Regions from separate parts of the Gossypium hirsutum genome. Here region 2 is linked to region 1. A link is a contact called in public Hi-C data. All regions are on one chromosome and are shown on one strand. Each heading gives the region's core, a stretch centred on a gene start, on an enhancer-like site or on the middle of the called end of the contact. The rest is flanking DNA. Distances are from core to core; before and after follow the strand shown.

What was found. A called contact is a pair of places that touch in the nucleus more often than the background predicts.
Region 2: a contact with region 1 is called in a Hi-C map of leaf, with 2.3 times the contacts expected there. The contact joins the promoter of LOC107939078 here to the enhancer-like site in region 1. A contact is called at or near these places in 3 of 34 Hi-C or Micro-C datasets (leaf and petal).

Annotation. Positions count from the first base shown.
Region 1 is chrD04:9,086,768-9,091,168 of Gossypium_hirsutum_v2.1, forward strand. No RefSeq gene overlaps it. Among protein-coding and RNA genes, the nearest start is that of LOC107939071, 32 kb to the right of the region's middle. Within about 2 kb of position 2,359, at least 4 of the 9 cell types and tissues checked have an H3K27ac peak or open chromatin away from gene starts, as enhancers often do. A contact at or near this core is called in leaf, where this site is marked.
Region 2 is chrD04:9,139,531-9,143,931 of Gossypium_hirsutum_v2.1, forward strand. It overlaps LOC107939078 (ABC transporter B family member 15), which reads left to right and starts at 2,194. Exons shown (of 7, transcript XM_016872362.2): 1 at 2,194-3,012; 2 at 4,187-4,241; 3 at 4,342-4,401. The coding sequence starts at 2,788.

The sequences.
Region 1 (4,401 bases), core at 1,109-3,608:
ATGAAGGAGTGACAAAGGAGTGGACACTTCTTCACCACCAAATGTTAAAAATGGTAAACACACAAAATAAGGAAATGATTTACGCAGTTCGGTTTTCCCATGTCTGTAGAGCCTAATTTAGTAAGAAATATCTACACTCTTTAACAATTACAATAAGCGATTCTAATCTATTACACCCTGTGACAATTTCTCTCACATTTGTACCTTGAATACTTTAATACTCTCACCACTAAATCATCATTTGTGAATTCAACAAATAAAACCAAAACACAAATGTTTTACTATCAAAATCCACCCATGCAATATGGTTCCTCACATTAGCAAATTAAATGCTTAATTCTCTCGATACATTCACCTGTACAAGTCTCTCAAATATATAAATTATTTCAAGACTTGCTAACAAATAAGATAAGTAAAATACAATATAATAATAACAATCAAAGTAAATATGGACTCTTGGAAACTCAATAAATAGAGTTTCAATCCAATCCCATGTCCATGATCTAAGGGATTAACTTGGGTAATCTGATCCAATACAATCTTCAATAAGCTAGATATTATCCATATACTCAGCATAACCCATATGCATCGTTCAATAAATTGCCAACTCTTCAAATATGTAAATTATCTTCTCATAGTTTTGGTGGCCAGGGAGTGAACATTCCTCTAGCACCAAATTGTCAGTTTCATATTTTTTAACAGTATTGGTTCAGTGAGAGGTAAAAACTAGATGACTAGTGAACTGATACAAACTAGTTGAATCAAGCTAAAAAAACTAGTTGAACTGATAGTCGAACCGATTTTATAATTCTTAATATTTTTTATTTTTTATTTTTAATAAGTTTTCTTTGAATCAATCAGACTAGTCGTTCTAGGAATCAATTGGTCAGACCAATTCAAAATCGACTTACTTGCTAATTCAATTAGTTTTTTTAGCTTGGTTCAACTAGTTTGTCTCAACTCACGGGTCAACTGATTTTTACTTCTCACTGGACTGATACCCCAGCTGGTTCTCAATCCAGTCGGTCTAGTCTGGTTTAAATAACATAGAATTTTTTTTATTTTTTTATATTTTTATTTTTGAATTTTAAAGAATTTTTAATTATATTTTTAAATTTTTTTATGCTTTTATTTAAAATATGAAAAAAATCCTTAAAACTTATTTTTTTTATTATACTTTTTAAGGGCATGGATCAAATTGAAAAAAACTATAAATGTTGATGGCTAAAAATGTTATTTTACTTTTGGCATCATTAACTTAAATGGCAAAATTAGACGGAGGGGCCAAGATTTTTAAATAAAAAAGTATAGAAACTCAACATCTCAAATATAAAGTATAGAGACTAAATTTCAAATTTCAAAAGAGCATATGAATCTTTGACATATTTAAACCAATAAAATAATTCGTGTAATTAAATATTAAAATTTAATTTGAAAATGAGGGAAAAGTTGTTAATGTTGAAATTCATTTTTAACAATGATTATATGAGTTAAGTATGAATCAGATATCTTTACTTACAAGTTATTTAATTATTATTAAATCTAACTCAATCAATTCCAACTATGGAATAAATTGAATACAAATATTTTAATGAAGAGATTTAGGAGTCTAACACTTTTTTTATTAATATTGAAAAGTCTCAATTCAAACTTAACAAGCTTGATAATGGAGCTTACTTTTTATTAGGTAATCAAGTTGGCTCAAATAATTTAGTTTTTATCTTGAATTTTGAGTTTTAAATTTGGTGAAAACTTCTCTTAATAATAGTTATAGTAATATGTGGAATATATAAAATATTAGTGTTAGTAAGTTATTCAAATTCACTCTTTAAAAATAATTTAAATTCAGTTAGATTATTTTTGAGTCGAACTTAAATAATTTAAACTATCAAGCGAGCTGAATTTAAATATTTTAATACTCAACATGAAAAGATTACGACTTTAATTTATATATATTTTTTAAAACTTTTAATTAATATTGAAAAATCCTAGAGTTTAAAATCTAACATGAGAATTAATGTTTTTGAGTAAACAAAATTGAGCAAACTTAATCATACAAATTTCTGCAGTTCAATTGTTATATGGAATTCAAATTTTAAAAATAAAATTCGCTCAAATTTCATTTTGTTTGAGATAAACTTGACTCAATTAGGCCACTAACATGAAGTAAGCCCACCCCTTTTTTGATGATGATGCAAGACAACAAATGGCAAAGTGTTGAACATTAATGAATCTTGAAAATCAGTGTCATATTAAATAGGAAGCAAAGAGAAATGGCAGCAGATGACTGTTGTGGACCTGTTTTTAGCACTCCAAGTAAAACATTGCTGATCTGATCTGATATGATATGATCTTCCTCCCATCTGTGTTTGAAGAGTGGATGATGTTTGGTTCAATGTAATTCGGTTAAAGTGCTTGTGGTGTTGGGGGGGGGGGGTGGGGTGGGGGGGTCCCTTTGTTGTAATCCAAAGAAAGGGACAAGACTAGACTTTGCCATTGAGAAAACCACATCTAGAAGCTCCACCATAGCTTTTATATCGCCATTTGCCAAATCCAAAACAACACCTCTATCTTAGCTTTTGCCACAATCGTTTCCGATTTGGAGAAAGACCCAGAGTTTCTTTTTACATTAATGTTTCATAAATAAATGAAATTGTAGAGCTTTCAAGATATCAATTACAACCACTCTCTTTATTCACCCACCATAATCACTTCCACCACCCACCAACTGTTTGTTAAAATAACAAAAAGAAGCTACAACTTATAAATAGGACTTTTAACTTTTTCACTTTTCTGCCTATAAGTAGACAATCTGACCTTATCACGATTAAAAAAAATGACGCACCCAATGACTTCTCGAATACCCTTAAACACTCCTTAAACAAATTTCATGATTTCATCCATCAATTCAAGCTCCAAGGAGGGAAAAGTGTTTGCTTTTTCCTCCATGGCAACTTGCCCTCCATTCTCGGCCCCTGATAGTTACATCCACTTTCAAAAGCACATTGAGGTGAATTTCATCAAAGTGGCGATTGCTTTCTGCTTTAGTATGCATCTGCCTGATGGGATTCCTCGCTAAAATTGCTAATAATTACTAATTCAATGGCGATCGAATTTACAAGACGAGCATCACACGTGCTAGAAAAAAGAGAGCAAAGCTAAGCAATCTACTGATTATTTTCATTCAATAATTGTGATGCTACGTTTTCCGAAAGGGCTACATTATCAATCTTTGATGTTTCGGTTAGCACCTAACAACTATTTGTTTATTTGATATTAAAGACAAAAGAAAATGTTCTTAATTTTGTCTAACCCGATTGCTTTTAAGGCATACTAACATATTCGATATGTAAATAACTAAGGCCAAAAAAATATTTTTATGCATAGTTATTATCTCGTCAAATCAATCACTTTGATCAAAAAAATTTTGTCTAGTTAAAGATTTACTTTTATTTCTTACCTGCCGATCGCATAGATCATCAATAAATCACATAAAAAATTATTTGAAAATTCTATTGTCACATTCTAGCACACATGTAATAAAATTTTCCATAACCCTGTAGACATGTGACATTCTACTAAAGCTCTTCATAATCTTACCACCAACTCTACCAGTAGGACATCTTTCCAAGAGAACTTATATCAAGCTTTTTATTTATATAAGCTCACTCCATTCAATCAACAAGAAAATTTTAAATACCAATACTTTACACAATTATTCTCAGATCCTCTCATCTTCTTAAACTCTCCAGATCTACTACTAATAAATTTTGACACACTATGTATCAGTAATTAGCATTGTTTGTTGTTTGTTAGAACTTGAACAATAAACTATGCCTCCCCCCAACGACAATATCCCTAACATGTATAACCAAGGAATCACATAAGATTTCCATGAACCACACGACCTAGTTGTTGCTTCTATTCCATTTATTATTTAACGCATGCAACCAACATTAACCAGTAGGCCAAGGATACTACTAGGTCAGGCTTTGATATGGTCAATTTGATTATTATGCTGGTTATTCTGGTACAGTGACCATTATTATTTTGGTTATCACCAATATCCCTAAAAGAATTACATACACCCTTGCCCCTAATATTATCATAGTTATCAAAACCAGTCACTATTCCAACAACAATGGAAATGTTGCAGCAAAATGCTCCAAGTTATCCAAGAAATTTGAGCAGGAAAACCCTAGGTTTCCTTAAGATGGGGCACTGGCTTGGTCCAATAAAATTATAAATAGTAGTGGTTATAAGATTAATCACTATAGCAGTGAGATTAAAATTAGTAGTAGAATATATGATTGGATTCGAGCGCAGTTATAGCGGTGAGATGAAACTACAAAATGACCATTAAGGACACTAAATTAAATTATATATGTAAAATGAACGCTT
Region 2 (4,401 bases), core at 944-3,443, 53 kb after region 1:
TTTTAAATTCATATTTTATATATAAAAATATTAATAATGAATTGCAATATTTTTTTATAAGTTAAGTTGATACATTTTATATATTATAATCTTAACAATTTTGAATATCATTTAAATGCATATTTTTTTCTATTTTACATCTTTTTTAAAATAGTCATTTTAACTTTTCAAAACCACTTTTTATTAGTAATATTAAATACTTCAATTTTAAACTAAACTTTGTTGGTCCTCTTGGTTGGTCAAAGCTTTGGTTAGATCAATTTGATCAAGCAAAAGCTTATGATTACCATTGTTATTGCTTTTGGTGTTGGGTGGAAATCTCGTTAAACGCTTGTTCTCCTCCACAGATACAATTAATGGTGTTCACAATACGGTAAATTTGAATTAATCGATTTAATTCGGTTAATCGATTGATGGTCGAATTTAATCCGGTTGGAAGTCGATTAATAATTTTTTGAAATTTTAATTATCGATTAATTTGGTTCGAAACCGAGTAATTAACCAAATTAATCAAAATAAATAATATATTATTTAAAGTTATTTCTAATGTCTTATTTGTTGTTTTTACCTCTATTTAAAGTTTTTTAAACTATTAAACAAAGAAAATGAACATTTAGCAATGTATTTTTTTTATGTTTTATATTTGTTTTAATCAAAAGATAAAAACATACAAATTTCGGTTAATTCAATTAACCGACCGAATTAATCGAAATATTTCAATTTGGTTAATATATTTTCAAAAAGTCTCGATTCGATTAACAATTAAAAACTTTTATATTTCAAATAATTCAATTAATAATAATTCGATTCGACTAATAATAGAATCCACCGTTTGAAATATCCCTAAATACAATGGCATGCAACTCTTTCAACTCTCTGCAATGCCGGCACAAGGGTCTCCACGCCTCAACTGCAACAAATGTCATCCCTATTCAACTTCCTGCCACCGATTTGGTCCTCTAAGTGTTACGAGGAAAGAGGTTTTAGATTATGGTTTCGATGCTACCATATGGGATTCGGATCGCTGCGGATTTGGATATCCGCCATTAATAATTCTCTTAAACTTTGATTATAATTTAAATATACAATTTATAAAAATTTAATAAAAATAATATCTAAAATTAAATCTGATAAATTGCACCTAAGATCATTAAAATCAGTACATTTACATCTTGATCACTCAATTTCAAAAGATTACAAAATGATTATTAAATATATTCGAAAAGTTGCAAAATGTCATCAGAGACATCTTATTCTCATATGTTTTGGAATTTTTCCGCCTTGTTTTTTAAATAATTTTTAATTTTTTAAATAAATTTTATAATTTTCTATAAATTTTAAATAATTTTTATTCTTTTTGCATTTTTAACAATTTTTTGAATTCTCAAAAAAATTTTAACAATTTTCTATTATTTTCTTAAATTTTAAATAGATTTTAGCATTTTTTAAAATTTTTTAAATAATTGCTTGCATGACATGCATGTAGAGGTGTCCATGGGTCTGGCGGCCTGGCCTGGCCCGATGGCCCACCTGAAATATGGGAGGGTTCGGGTAAAAATATAGGCCCGAAATATGGGTTTGGGCAAAAAAAACTAGACCGGTTTAGAAAACGGGCTGGGCCTCGTGCACCACTTTTTTGGCCGGACCGGCCCGAATATAATAAATATATTTTTTTAATTTTATTAATTTTAAAATACTTTTTTATTATTTTTTATTTTTAAAATAAATTTTTGGTGTATATTAAAAAAATGGGCCGGGCCGGACCCGACTCGTGCTTAAGAATTTTTTCTCGAGCTGGGACTGGACAAAATTTCAGACTCATATTTCGGGTCAGACCAGGCCCGAGCCTAGGACGCGGGTCGAAATCTTTTTTTGAGACAGACCCAACACATGGACACCTCTACATGCATGTAGACTATTACGTGAATTTCACGTTAGTATAGTTTAGTATATGTTAACTTTTTTATCCATTTAAGGATGTTTTGACAAAAAAAATAGTTGACAGATTAAAATTAAATGAATGATTAAAATAATTTGTTTCATAAAATTAGAGAGTCAAATAAATTATTATATTACTATTTAAAATTGATTAAATGATATTCTTTTTAAAAATAGGATAGTGGTTAAATGGTTGACAGCTATCTTCCACCGAGTTTTTAACATTATTATTTTCTCCCCATAAATGCAGCACCCACTTTTCAAGTTTTATACTACTAATAGTTTTCCTTTTCACATTTCCTGGTCAATTCTCCGTATTCCGTGTAGTGTTTAGTTTCCCTTTGTTAGGCGAGGGCGAGCAGGGGGAGAGGCGAACAGAGGGTAGGGCTTTTTTGTTTCATTTGCTTTAACTAACTTGGGCTGGGCTAGCTTAGAGTTTTTAAAAGTGGGCTTTTTTGGTCCGATCCAAGTTAATCTGGTCCAATTATGTAAAAATCGGTGGACGGTTTGCTGTTTCAACATCCATGGTCTATTTACTTTCTTTTTTTACTATTTTAGTAACCATATAAATATACCCCTTTTTTATTATTTTTCCTTTCAGTGGTTTACTCTTCACTACCAACTCAAAGCCACACAACACGAAGAATAGCTATATATACAAGACATTGCTCATGTTTCTTTCTTAATACTTGGCCAAAAGCATCACCCTGTCACTTGTTTCTCTTCTCACTTGTCTTAAAAGACAACTAGTTTTGGAGGAAAGCAAAAGCACGAAACACCCGGTACTATCCTAAGTGGTTTAGAGATTCTTTGGGTCCTGTTTTTATTTTCTTCTCAAAAGAAAAAAAAATGGGTAATGAGAAGGAGAAACTGAAGAAGATAAACGGATCCATAAGGTCAATTTTCATGCATGCGGATGATGTAGATATGTGGTTGATGACTCTTGGCTTCATCGGAGCCGTTGGTGATGGTTTTTCTACACCTCTTGTATTGCTTGTTACTAGCAAGTTGATGAACAATCTTGGTGGTTCTTCAGCTTTCACTGCAGACATGTTCATTCATAACATCAACAAGGTCTTTCTTCGTTTTTTTTTCCAAAACATACATGCAAAACAGTAAAAAGAAGGGCGTAGCCAGGCATGGGCCCCAACCCCCCTCAAAATTTTAAGACGATTCTTATTGTTTAGGCTATTTAAGATAAACAAGGGTAAAACTGCAACATTAAATTATTCTTATATCATCTAAAATTAGATTTCGTCCCTCACAATTATAATTTATATTTTACCCCTTTTCAATTTAATTCTAATAAAATTTCATTTTCATAACACTTTTAATATATATCACTTATTACTTTTTTTAGTTTTACTTTTTTTACATTTTTATTAATCAAATTAATATATATTTACTTTTGTTATTTTGTTAGTAATATTTTTTATTCAAAAATAATAAACTTAAATTATGCTTATTCTTAATATAAATTGAAGATTCCTTATTTCACTTCTTCTAAATTAATATCATTTCATGTTTTTATATCATAATATTGAATAATTTTATTATAATTTCCTAAATGTTGAGACTTCAATAGTTATAAAAAAAATTTTAGATAGTAACGAGAAGCATAATTTATAATATTTGAAAATCGAAAAAAATTATTCTAAGATTTTATGTAATATTAGTAATTGAAATACTATATAATATTTAAATATGGTGCTTTTCAGGGAAGCAGCCTTGGCCCCTAGATAATTGGTATAATGCTATTTTAGTTCCTTGCATTTATAAAATATTAAATTGAAGCCTTTTTAAAGCAATTTCTTTTTATCTTTGGCCCCCAAACTATTACAACTTTATTTTGACCTCCTAACAATAAATTTCTAGCTTCGTCCTTAGTGCTTTCTATAAAATGAGCTAGAACATATTTAAAAGGAGCTATAGAACATATGTAGATGGTGAAAGATTTTTTTTTAATTAATATAGTTGGGATGATGTCAAAAAATTTTAATTAAAAAATAAAAGAGATTTTTAAATTAAAAAATAAATCTAAAATTTTTAAAATATATATATTAAACTTGAGCCATCAAATTAGGCAAATAATATAACATAAAAACTTAGTTTTGATTTAAATTTAGATATAATGGATAATGTGTATATATAATAGTTGTACAATTGTTTTTAATTCCGCCCTCCGTAAACAAAATATTTGACTTCGCCTATGTTTCTATCTAACATGATTTGGTTTTGTGGGTGACAGAATTCAATGGCTTTATTGTATTTGGCTTGCTGGTCTTGGTTTGCTTGTTTTCTAGGTAAGTTTAAATTCATAGCATTCAATGGCTTGAAGGAATGGTTAATGGAGGCATAGTTAATGATTTTTTTTATATGTGCTTTTCTTTTGTCATTTTTCAGAAGGATTTTGTTGGTCAAGAACAGGCGAGAGACAAGCGACAAGAATGAGAGCCAGGTATT